2 separate regions of the Callithrix jacchus genome follow, and region 1 is linked to region 2. A link is a contact called in public Hi-C data. All regions are on one chromosome and are shown on one strand. The core of a region is the stretch at or near the end of the contact, and the rest is flanking DNA. Distances in the headings are between cores, read along the strand shown. Region 1 overlaps KAZN (kazrin, periplakin interacting protein). Region 2 overlaps KAZN (kazrin, periplakin interacting protein).

Region 1 (6,181 bases), core at 3,230-5,729, 190 kb after region 2:
CTGTGATTTGCAGAGGCAGCTTAGTGGATTTTTTTAGAAGCGGGGGTTGGGGTGGAAAATCGGGCTGGTTTGGGAGCAGGATAACCAAATCCATGTGTATGCTGGAGAGGGGCCCCTGGCGTGATTCTTGGGTGGCAGGAAGTGCTGAGGTGAGACTGGACCAGAAACGTAGGGAGCGACTCAGAGCAAGAAGGTGCCAGGCCTCAGTGGTACCATCATGACACTGGCCCACCCTAAACAGGGCCAGGCTGAGGGATAGGGGAGGGGGTCATGAGGACAACCCCTGCTGGGCTTCCCACCTCCTAACCAGTTCTATCCCCAAAGCCCCTTACCATCCTTGGTCATCCAAGTTGGAAATTCCTCCTGCCCCCTCACCCCACACCCAGCAGGGTCCATAAACACTGCCTATGTTCACTGAAGAGGGTGGGGATGACTGCTTCACCTCTTGAAAACTTGAGGAGTCTGGGCTACTGCCTGGGTTCCCCCTAAATGGGGTTTGGGCTGCCATAACAAAATGCCACCCCCTGGGGGCTTAGACAACAGAAACTTCCATCTCACAGTTCTGAGGCTGGAATTCTGCGGCTGGGAGGCCAGGATGTCTGGGACCTGGGGAGGGCTCTTTCCTGGCTTGCAGAAGGCAACCTTCTTGCTGTGTCCTCACATGGGGAGGGAGGGAGAGGGAGGGGGAGAGAGTGCTGCTGCTGATCTCTTCCTGTAAGGACAGTAATCTCGTCATGAAGGGCACCCCACAGCCTCATCCAGTCACTCCCAAAGGCCCCAGCCCCAAATACCACCACGTGGAAGGTTAGGATTTCAGCGTATGGATTGGGTTGGGGGGGACATTTAATCCCTAACAGTGGCACCCTGTAACCTCCAGGAAGCAGGAGTCTGTGGTGCCAGGGATCATGGACCCCATGCTTAGACACCCCCAGGGCTTCCTGGAGGAGGCAAAGTCCTTATTTCGAGTTTTTTATTCCCAGTGGGAGTCTGGCCTGTCTCCAGTTTTTCACCTGATCTTGCCCTCTCTGGGACTGTTTCCCACCTGGGAAATGAAGGGAGTTAAATTAGGACAGTGGTTTTTAAACTTTGGAGGCTTATGGCCACTTGAGAGAATCTAACGAGAGCTTTTGACACTTTCTCTGGAAGAAATACTCAAAACTTCACAGCTTTTCACTGCATTGGGTTGGTGAGTGGGACCCTCTGGCCCACCCACTTTCAGGGGTCCATGGATTTGGGGGTAAGAACTCCAAGTGAGTTCATCTTCAAGAACATTTTCAGCCATGGCGTCTTATGTGCCCATTGGGGAAGATGCTGCCCTCTCTGGGACTGGTCTCTTTATCTACAAAATACCAGTGACAAAACCCAGCAACCCCTTTGCCAACCTATCATCACCACCTTATGGATATCATTTTATTTATCCTCCCATCAATGCAGCGTAGACATGCTTATTCCCATTTTAAAGATGGAGAAGACAGAGTACAGTGGCTCACGCCTGTAATCCCAGCTATGGGGAGGCTGAGGCAGCCAGATTACCTGACATCAGGAGGTCTAGACCAGCCTAACCAATATGGTGAAACCTTGTCTCTACTAAAAATACAAAAATCAGCAGGCGTGGTGGTAGGTGCCTGTAATCCCAGCTATGGGGAGGCTGAGGCAGGAGAACTGCTTGAATCCAGGAGGCGGAGGTTGCCGTGAGTGGAGATCATGTCATTGCACTCCAGCCTGGGCAACAAGAGCGAAACTCCATCTCAAAAAACAAAAAAAAAATGAAGACAATTGGGTGCAGAGAAATGATGAGCAGAAAGTCATACCATAAAAGACCTGACTTCAAAGCCATTGCCTTTTCGGGATCCCGTGCTGCCTTTGTGTTAAAAACAAGAACAGTGACAGCTCTTCCTCCTACTATTTATGGAACACCAGGTGTGTCCCAGACCCTGTGTTAGGGGTTTTGCATTCTCCACTCTTTTAGTCCCTACAGCTCCGTGAGGCAAACACGATTCTCCCCCATTTTACAGAGGAAAAAACAGAGACCCAGAGGTTCAAGCTCCCAGAGCTAAAAATAACAGAGCCAGAACAGCCCCCCATGTGCCGTGCTGTGCCATGACCCAGACGATATCTAAATTTTGTGCCTGTTCTCGGATTTCAGAGACTAATCTGGCTCCAGTTCAGGGACGGGGCAGTGACAAATTTTATAAAATGTCTGAATTTCTTTTAAAATCATCCTTTTTTTTCGACTTGGGCTCTTACAATAAATAGCTCAAACCAACAGCTGGCAACGTATTGCCAAGCTGGGGCCCCACGGGGACAACGTTAATGAAAAGAGAACATTTCTGAAGGGCAGGAGCACATTAATTGTGGACATGCAGACGGAGATGGCAGATTATGGATGGGCCTCTCCCGAGTAGGTTAAGTGGGGTGCCCCCTCCCCAGCTCCCCACCCCAACTCTTGTTGCACCACTGATTTGCTGAGCAAACTCTTGCTCCAGAGAGGAGGGGAGTCCATTCTAGTCTCCATCAGTGACAAACCTGGCCCAGTGGCATCTGATTCAGAGGGCTGTGGGCCCCACCTCCGGTCCTCCTGTAACAAGGCTGAGCCTGGTCCTTGAGGGGCTGGGAGGGGTACTGCCCCAGGACCTTTTCATCCTAGAAGGGAGGTTGTCTTGGGCCAGAAGGTTCCAGTTCAGGAGCTCCAGCTGGGCGGCCTCCAGGTGGACTGGGGCAAATGCCCCACCCACCCAGCCCTGCTCCATCATCCACACATTAAACTGTGAAACAAACACTGGTGAGCTGAACTCTGAGTCTGAAGGGGCCCTGGACATTCACAGATAAGCCACCCCCAGTCCTGCCCTCCAGGAGCTGACTGTCCAGTGAGGCAGCTGGCCAGATGCATAGCCGTGAACCACAGTGTGACTGGTCCAGGGATGGGAACTGAGAAGGGATGGCACAGAGAAGGGTGAACTTTCAGGGGCTTCGGGCGCAGAGACCCAGCATGGCATCTTCAAAGGCTTCCAGGAGATCAGACATCTCTGCGGAGTCCATAGGAGCTCACCAGGGGAAGAGCGTGGGGTGAAGAACAGGCCAGGAGACAAGGGGCCCCCGGTGGACCCAAGTGGTTCTGGGAGGCCAAGGGGCAGAGGGAAGGAGAGTGAAGCCAAGCTGGGGGCCCACCCTTCTCTTAGCCATTCTTCCAGCAAGCATTCCATCAGTGCCTACTGTGCCGTAGCACTGCGCTGTTTGGCACTGAACAGTTTCTGTACTGGCAGAGCTTATCTGCTAAGGTGGGGAAGAGAGAAAATAAACGAGTGGACACACCAGTTAATTGCTAAGATTCAATGTGTGATTAGAGCGTTGAAGGAAAGCGCTAGGGACAGTGAGCAGACTTGGGGGCAGTTTTAGACCGCAGATTCAGAGGACAGGGAGATTTGATGCCCAAGGGGTGAGGAGGAGTGAGTCCTGGGTTGGGGAGGGGAGTGGGGGGTGAAGAGGTCAGTGCCTCCAGGAAACAGCCCCCCAGAGCCTGAGCCCCATGTGCGTTGGGAGAGGGGAAGTCAGCCAGGGTCAGTGCGGATGACCCTCGTGGAACACTCAAAGGACTTCCAATTTTATTCTTGCAAAGGGAAGCCATGGAGTGTTAGGCAGGGGAGTGCATAATCAGATTGACATTTTTAAAGGACCCCCTGACAGTCCTGGGGAGTGTGGAATAGAAGGGAAGCTAAGGCAAGAAACAGGGGGCAGTCAGGGACAGTGGCAGAAACCCACACCAGAGATGGCTGCGGCTTAGAGCTTGGACAGGCGAGAAGGGGACAGAGGATGCACTGACCAGAGTGACTGATAGACAAGGACGGGCTCCCAGCTTGGGAGCTGGGTGACAGAGAAGGGCCCCTGGTGACAGTGACAGTGAAGGGGAACAGCTGAGCCATTAAGTATGACACGTCTGTGACAGCCAGGAGGCATCGATAGGGCAGTTAGAGGCTGAGAGAGGAAAGAGGAGCTCAGAAAAGAGCTCAGAGCTTAGATGCTCAGAAGAGAGTGGTGAGTTTGGGAGTCCTCCCTCAAGGTTGCCTTCCAGAGCCCTGGCAATAGGTAATACAGAGCCAAGAGTGCCCAGAGAAAGAGGGGAGGGGTTAGGAAGGAAAAGGAGCGCATTATATAGCAGCATGTACCCCAGCAGGGCGATCAGGCGATGCTCAATGCATAGGCATAAAGGCAGGAAGGACAGAGAGAACCCACCCAGGACCCTCAGCAGGAGGGTGGCATGCCCAGCCATCTCTGGCTGCTGCCCCAGGAGCAAAGTGGAGTGGTTTTGCAAGCCTACCACTTTCCCTTTCATGTACTGATCGATTTGTGGCCCCCTGTGGCTCCAGTTTAGACCAGTGCTCTCCCACCTGTCAAGCCTGGGGCATTTTGCAGTCCCTTGCAGGTGTGATGCAGTAGTCCTCATTCCTTCTGCAAGGCTGCCACTGTGTGGCTGGCGGAGGAATGACAGCCATGCACAGACACCCCACCGGCTTAAAAATTCAAGCACTTGTGCACCTGCTGTATACATGGTACAGGGGTCATTGATATGTGGGGCACAGGGGAATCTGAGACCCGGCAGTGCAGTGGTAAGACAGAGGGTTCGTAATCAGCCAGACGTGGACTTTAATTCTGACTCCAAGATGGGCCACTGTGTGGCTCTAGGCAAAGTCAGAGCGTCCCATCTGTAGAGCAAGGACGGCAGCAGTGCCTTCTTCATGCACGATCGGGACTGTCTGGCGCACCTGAAGGGACACCCAACAACCCCAAAACAGGGGAACAGACCACAGAGCGCTGGGGAGGGATGTGCCAATCGAGTAGGCCAAGCCCAAGCTTTATGGGTCTTGGGGATGCTGTGGAGGCCCCCAGGGAAATGAGGGGGGCTTAGGCAGAGGGGCGGGGTCCCCAGAGGTGCTGCCTCCCGCCGCACATGGCCCTTCTGCTCCCCACCCCTGTGCCTTCTCACCCTCACTGCATCTGCATGTGGGATTCTCGGATTTTCTCTTCCTGTTCCCTTCAGTTTGTTTGTGTTTTTCTGTTGATCCCTTGAGTCTCTCTCTCTCTCTTTCTGCCTCTCTCTCTTTGTCTCTCTCTCTCTTTCTGCCTCTCTTTCTCTCTTTCTGCCTCTTCCTCTTTGTTCTCCATCTCCCTCTGCTTCTTTCTTTTGGTTCTCTCTTTCTGTGTCCCTTCTCTCCCCGTCCCTTTCTCTCTCTCTGTCTTCCTCTTCCATCCACCTCTCTCCCCATCTCTGCTCTGTCTTTGTTCTCTTTTTTCCTCTCGATCTCTCGGCTCCATCCCTGTCCATGTCTGTCTCTATGGCTCTCTCAGTCCTCCCCTTCCCCATTGCTTTTCTTCTCTCTGCATCTCCACCCGTCCCTCTGTTTCTGCCGCCTTTCCCCACCCATCCACTCTCTGGTGGTGTCTCCTCCCCAGCCTGTCCAAAGCTGCCGAGCTGGACCATCACTGGGTGGCCAAGGCCTGGCTGAATGACATCGGTCTGTCCCAGTACTCCCAGGCCTTCCAGAACCACCTGGTTGATGGGCGGATGCTGAATTCCCTGATGAAGCGAGACCTGGAGAAGCACCTGAACGTGTCCAAGAAATTCCACCAGGTCAGCATCCTGCTGGGGATCGAGCTGCTGTACCAAGTGAACTTCAGCAGGGAGGTGAGGACCAGGGCACAGGGTGGGGGCACCTTCCCCTGCTCACCCCTCCCCTTGGCATCTACTGTCTGTTCATCTGTCCACCCACCACCGATCTATTCATCTGTCACCCATCCACCCATCATCCAGCCATCCATTGTCTATTGATCATCTGTCCATCCCTCTACCTATCCATCCATCATCCAGCCAGCCAGCAACATCCTCTCTCCTGCCTGCCTTCCTTCCAACAACCCCCTACTGGGCATGAGGCAGGCGCTGTGCTCAGGGCAAGGGAAATGGGAGCCCTCATCCTTGGAGAGCTCCCTGCTTATCAGAGAGAACCACAAGGAAGTGGGTGGTGCCAATATTGTGGGACATTGTCCCAATGAGGGAAGCCCGGGGCTTTATGAACACTACAGAAGACACACCTACTATGCATACCAACAAAAAAATAAAAATAAATTTTAAAATGTTTTAAATGTTTGTTATTTATGTATAAAAGAGGCCGGGTGCAGTGGCTCACGC
Region 2 (5,984 bases), core at 602-3,101:
GCTGCACGCCACCACACCCAGCTGATTTTCGTGTTTTTTGTAGAGACAGGGTTTCATCATGTTGGCCAGGCTGGTCTCCAACTCCTGGGCTCAAGCGATCCTCCTGCCTTGGCCTCCCAAAGTGCTGGGATTACAGATGTGAACCACCATGCACAGCCTAATCTTTTCGGAAAGGCCAGGTGAAAGCTAAAAATCTGAAGTTTTTGGTGTAAGTTATCCTAATGTTAACATGTAGGCATCCAGTTAAAAATTCGTTTTTTACTAGAGTACTGGAAAAAAAAAACCACATTCACAGGCCAGATGGAGCTCCACGGCCACCAGTCTGCAAGCCCTGCTGCCTTCTTTCAACCTTGGTTTACTCTGTTTTAAAATGGGTAGAACAGTGCCTTCTCATAGGGCAGGTCGGGGGTGAAGCAAGCTGACAACAGTCATACTGACTGGCCCACAGGAAATGCTGGGTACTGTCCTTTAGTAAGACCTGAGACGCGTGGCAAGGTGGGGAGGGCTGGAGTGACGGAAGGAGCTTGTTAAGGTTGGCACGGGAAACTGGGAGGCCCTGAGCTAGACTTGAGACTCTTTTGGAGTGTGTGCTTGTGGTGTGCCTGGCACTGTGGGCATAGAGCAAGTTTAAACCGCGGCCCGTGCCTTGCGTTTCGGGGGGAGTTGGGATTAGGCCCGCCCCACCGTTCTCGGGGTTGCGCTTTATCCCGGGAATCCCTGAGTACCCCTCCACAGGGCCCCTGATCTGGGAGCAACATTCCACTCCCAAAGGTCAAGTCTTTAAAAGCTGAAAGAAAGGCAGCGCCTTTCACATTTACCCAAACACGTGTTGCTTGTTTGTTTTAATGAGAAACTTCAGGGGGAAGATGCCAGCCCTTCCTACGTATCTGTTCAACAAATCTGCCTCCTGAAACCAGTTCCAAAGATATTTAAATAACAATCCTGGGGAAAGAAGAATTTAGAACAAATTCTAATTAGTCCCATTGGGACTAGGGGCTATTACAGATTTCTGCCCTGAAAACCCAGAGGCCAGGGCTAAGGTGACTTTCTGATGTCCAGAGTCCAGAACTCTCTGCCTGGCTGTCTGGGCTTGGCCCATGCTGGGGCTACTGAGGGCAAAGTGAGGCCCGTTCCCAACCTTGCTGGGAGTCCTTGCAGCCCCAAAGCCCCTAATCTGCTTGTACAGTGGTGACGGGGGACCTGTGTGCTCTGCCTTGAGTTGGAGAAGCCGGGAGTCGCTCTGGCTGACGTGCCCGCGATCTGGTGGGCGGGTAGACAGGCGGGCAAAGCCCATGATTATGGGGAAAGCAGCCGCAGGCGTGTGCGGACAGGCCTCCTGGAGCCTAGGCAGGTGGCCTGCTGACGAGGGAGGCCTCTGCATTTGGACCTTGGGTACAGAAAACAGTCAGGATCGAGGAGGGGGTATGATGTCATTCCGACGCCACAGCCACTGAAAACACGACCTCGCCATGCTCCACTGCCTCCTTCCTCCCCACTCAGAGGGCATGAAGACCTAGCAGACCTTCCAGGCAGGGCAGGGGCCCTCAGCTGTGGCAGCAACAAGGTCCCCTGGAGGGCTGTGCCAACAGACGGTTAGGCCTCGCCTCCTGGGCTTCTGAGGCAGAGGTCTGGGATAGGGCCAAGAATTTGCATTTCTCCTCCACGCTCAGGAGAGCCGCTGCTGCAGCCGATCAGGACCCACACTTTGAGAGCTGCTGCCCCAGGCTTTACCTGGGTTAGTTCCCCTGGCCCTCGATTTGCTGTATGCCCCAGGCAACGTCTGCCTCTCTGGGCTTTGTTCTTCTCACCTACCAACAGGAGAAAAGCCAGCTCTGTCTTTGAGCAGCTAAAACCCCCTTCGTGTTGGGATGCCAAATTACTGTTTGCAGGAAGCACAGAGATCTTCCCAGGAAAGGCCCAGGCACGATTGCACAGGGCTTCTTACTCTACGTTCTGACTTCCTTGTAGCCACTGTGGGAGATGAGGCGCTCTAGGAGACATGGGCACTTTAAGCCTTAAAGGGACAGGCCAGGCCAGCATCCTTGGACCTCACAGCTGACCCAGCAAGAATCTGGAAGTTGTTCCCCAGCCTAGTCTTTGAGATCATTTTGTTGCCTTCAAGAATGGCAGGCTGGGGCTCCATTGCCATCCCACCAATAATGGCATAATGGTTAAGAGAACAGGTTCTGGAGCCAGAACTTTCTGAGTTTAAATCCTAGCTCCACCTTATACTAGCCGTGTGACCTGAGGCAACCTGCTTAACCTCTCTGAACCTTGGATCCCTCATTGACAAAATGAGGATAGTAATAGTACTTATATAGTTGTTTTGAGGATGAAAATGAGCTAATATGTGTAAAATGCTCTGTCTACTATTAGATGAGCTAATATGTGTAAAATGCTCTGTCTACTATCAATAGCTCTTGACAATAATGATTATATACCATTGTTAAGAGCTATTAATATAACTTTTACATAAGGAGTCTCCAGCATAGTGCCTGGCATAGAGGTGGCAGTGCTCAGTAAACAGTCAGTTATTCTTTTCTTGGGCCCCTTGCTGGCCCCTGGCCCTCTGTGTCTCTTAAATCCCACAGAGGAAGTGGAGACACAGGGTCTGAAAACTGCGGTGGTGAACACAGTGCCAAGATTCCCAGTGCCAAGGGCCCTAGTTGGGGAAGTAGTTCCACTAGTAGCCACCGGGGGCAGCAGAGGACACATCCTGCCCCGGGCGCTGCTGCAGGTTCCCTATGAGCCCCCCTCTTTATGAAGAATGAGGAGGTGACTGTTCCCCCCTGCCCACAGGCACGCATTCTCCCTAACCCCTGATGTAGGAGGCAGTTCTGCAGAGAACACCGCTCACTTACAGTTAGACTCCCAACGCTGCATTTTCCAGCGGCATCACCTTGGATAAGTCTTTTTGTCTCCCGAAACCTCTGTTTTCTCAGCTGGAACCTGGGGATAGGGTGGTTTGGCGGGTTGAATGAGCTGGAAAGCATGTCCCTGGACTGAGGTGAGTGCTCAGTAAATCACAACTATTCCCAAGGCAGCACCGTGACTATGGGCATGGCCCCTGCTGCCAGACTATGCGGGCGTTAGTCCTGCTTCCATCACTTACTGGCTGTGTGACTTTGGGTAAGTGACGTAAACTCTCTGTGTCTGTTTCCTCATCTGTAAAGTGGGGATGATAATAATAGTACACTTACCTCTCTGGGTTGTTAGGAGGATTAAATTAATATGTAAAATTCTTACAACAGTGCCCAACACATGGCACATAGTAAGTGCTATGTAAATGTTTGCCATTAATATTATAACTAGTAGTAGTACCATTTTCACTGTTCTTTTTTTTTTTTTTTTTTTTTTTCCCGAGACATAGTGTTGCTCTCTTGCCCAGGCTGGAGTGCAATAGCATGATCTCAGCATACTGCAGCCTCCGCCTCCCAGGTTCCAGCGATTCTCCAGCCTCAGCCTCCCGAGTAGCTGGGATTACAGGTGTCCACCACCAGTCCAGCTCATTTTCGTATTTTTGGTAGTGACTGGGTTTCACCATGTTGGCCAGGCTGGTTTTGAACTCCTGACTTCATGCGATCTACCCGCCTCAGCCTCCCAAAGTGCTGGGATTACAGATGTGAGCCACCGCACCCGGCCTATTCTTTTTATTTTGAATAAAAGGTAAAACATTTTAACTTTCTGCGGAAACTTTCCTACTTGAAGTGAACTCTTCAAAAACGGGCTTAGAAAAGGTGAGGTGTGGCCCCTGGAAGGAAGGACTTTATTCTTTTGTTACAATTATGAATATAACTTGGGGCTCATTGTGGCGGCTCATACCTGTAATTCTAGTGCTTTGGGTGGCTAAGGTAAGAGGACCACTTGAGGCCAGGAGTTCAAGGCAGCCTGGGCAACAGAGTGAGACCCCACCTCTACAAAAAAATTAAAACTTAGCTGGGCATGGCAGTGGCCCACCTGTGGTCCTAGGTACTTGGGAGACTGAGGCTGAAGGATTACTTGAGCCCAGGAGTTGGAGGCTACATTGAGCCTTCATCACACCACTGCATTCTAGGCTGGGTGACAGCGCAAGACTTTGTCTCCAAAAAAGAAAAAAAAAATAATAATCTAGGGCTCTTGACAGTCCAACAGGCAGGGCATGAAGGCCAGCTGAGCTCTGTGAAATTGCTTTAATGGCCTGTTCTGCCTGAGGACTAGGCTAAGCTCTGCCTCTAGGAGAAGCCCTTTGCAAGGCCCTAAAGGAGATCAGGATCTCTGCCAGGTCATTGGGGGTCCTGAGAAGACCATCAAAGGGTATCGGTGAGCCCATGACAGGCCCACAAAAGTCTCCAGCCTGGCCAGGACAGATGGCAGTATGGACCCCAAGTAAAATCCTCACCCCCAAGGGCAAAGGTCTAAATAGATTTGGGGAAAATCCCACTCTAATCCTTCCTGATGCACCTGAGTCCCAGAGTCCTGCTGGGATAGCCGAGGGAAGAAAAGGAGATCAGCGCCATCCCTGCCAGTGGCCTTGGCAATAAAGGTGGCCCAGGGGCTGCCAAAGGGCTTCGAAGTCACTTTGGAGTCCCCAGGAGTGGACTGAAGATGGCAGTGTCCATAGAGATAGCAGGGAGTGTGTCCCACTCAGAAGTCATGGGCATGTCACTCCGGCCTCCTCTGGGAATGTTTCACTAGCCCAGTTTTTGAGGATTTACCCTATGCTAGGCTCCGCACAGAGCTTTACATGCACCTCATCGGCAAGTAGTGACCACGATCATTTCCATTTTACTGATGGAGAACCTGAGGATTCCAGGGATGGATTCGTCTGCCCACAATCACACACTAGTGAGGGCGAGAGCCAGGATTTGAATCCTGGCTTCTCTGTTCTAGGGACTGTGTCACCAACCCCCTGGGTGGGCAGCTTCCAAGATGACTCCAATGATCCCTGAGCCTCCTGGTGTCCACCTCATTTTGTCTTTTCTCCTAGATTGTGGGTGAGATCCAGATGTACTTCTAGGGAACAGAATAGGGAGAAGGGGATGGGCTGTCCTGTCTGAGATTAGGCTGCAAACAGAATGTGGCTTCCGTATTTCTACGGAGTTTCACTGCAGTGGCACAATCTCAGCTTACTGCAACCTCCACCTCCCAGGTTCAAATAATTCTCCTGCCTCAGTCTCTCAAGTAGCTGGGACTACAGGCATGTGCCACCACACCTGGCCCGCTTCTGTATTTTTAGTAGAAACAGGGTTTCATTATGTTGGCCAGGCTGGTTTTGAACACCTGACCTCAGGTGATCCGCCCACCTCAGACTCCCGAAGTGCTGGGATTACAGATGTGAGCCACTGCACCCGGCCAGAGGCACTTTATGATCACACACAGCACGGTGCCCTGACATTGTGGCTGAGGTCTTCATACCCCCTGGAAAGTCTTACCAGGGGTTAAAAAGTTATGGGGTGTTACAAAACTCTGCATCATCCTAGGAATCAAGAGTTACTGCTTTGTCTTAGCAAGAGGTGTTTGGAGATAGTAACATGGGTTGGAAGATCTCAGTAAAACATCTACACATAGAAACGTAACAACATTGGGTTAGTGATGGATCAATTGCATATCTGATGGTGGCCCTTTTAGATTATGCTATATTTTCATGGTACTTGTTCTGTTGCGATCTGTTTAGTTATACAAAAACTTACCATCGTGTTACAATTGCCTACAGTATTCAGTACAGACTTGCCAGCCAGCAGAGTTGAGAACAGGGACCGTGAGGGGCTACAGCTGAGTGAGGGGGGCATGGGAAGCCTGGGAACCTCCAGAAAATGGGGAAGGTGGACCCCACTGCCATCGGAAGTCCTGGGCCTGAGTGTGCAACACACATACACACACACACACATTCACACAGAGCTGCAGCGAAACTGCACGAAGAGTTGCAGAGGGAATTTCCCAGGGCTGTGGGCTTGCAAAGCAACTTGGATATTTGAAAAGTAACTAGAAAGAGTATGTGTGTTTCT

The links. A called contact is a pair of places that touch in the nucleus more often than the background predicts.
Region 1: a contact with region 2 is called in a Hi-C map of induced pluripotent stem cells, with 2.1 times the contacts expected there. The contact joins two enhancer-like sites. A contact is called at or near these places in 2 of 3 Hi-C or Micro-C datasets (induced pluripotent stem cells and skeletal muscle).

What each region holds. Positions count from the first base shown.
Region 1 is chr7:52,439,887-52,446,067 of calJac240_pri, forward strand. It overlaps KAZN (kazrin, periplakin interacting protein), which reads left to right. Exons shown (of 18, transcript XM_035252956.3): 13 at 5,449-5,680. Among named protein-coding and RNA genes, the nearest start is that of TMEM51, 61 kb to the right of the region's middle. Within about 2 kb of position 4,480, at least 4 of the 16 cell types and tissues checked have an H3K27ac peak or open chromatin away from gene starts, as enhancers often do.
Region 2 is chr7:52,256,515-52,262,498 of calJac240_pri, forward strand. The region is part of intron 3 of KAZN (kazrin, periplakin interacting protein); the gene reads left to right. Among named protein-coding and RNA genes, the nearest start is that of TMEM51, 240 kb to the right of the region's middle. Within about 2 kb of position 1,852, at least 3 of the 16 cell types and tissues checked have an H3K27ac peak or open chromatin away from gene starts, as enhancers often do.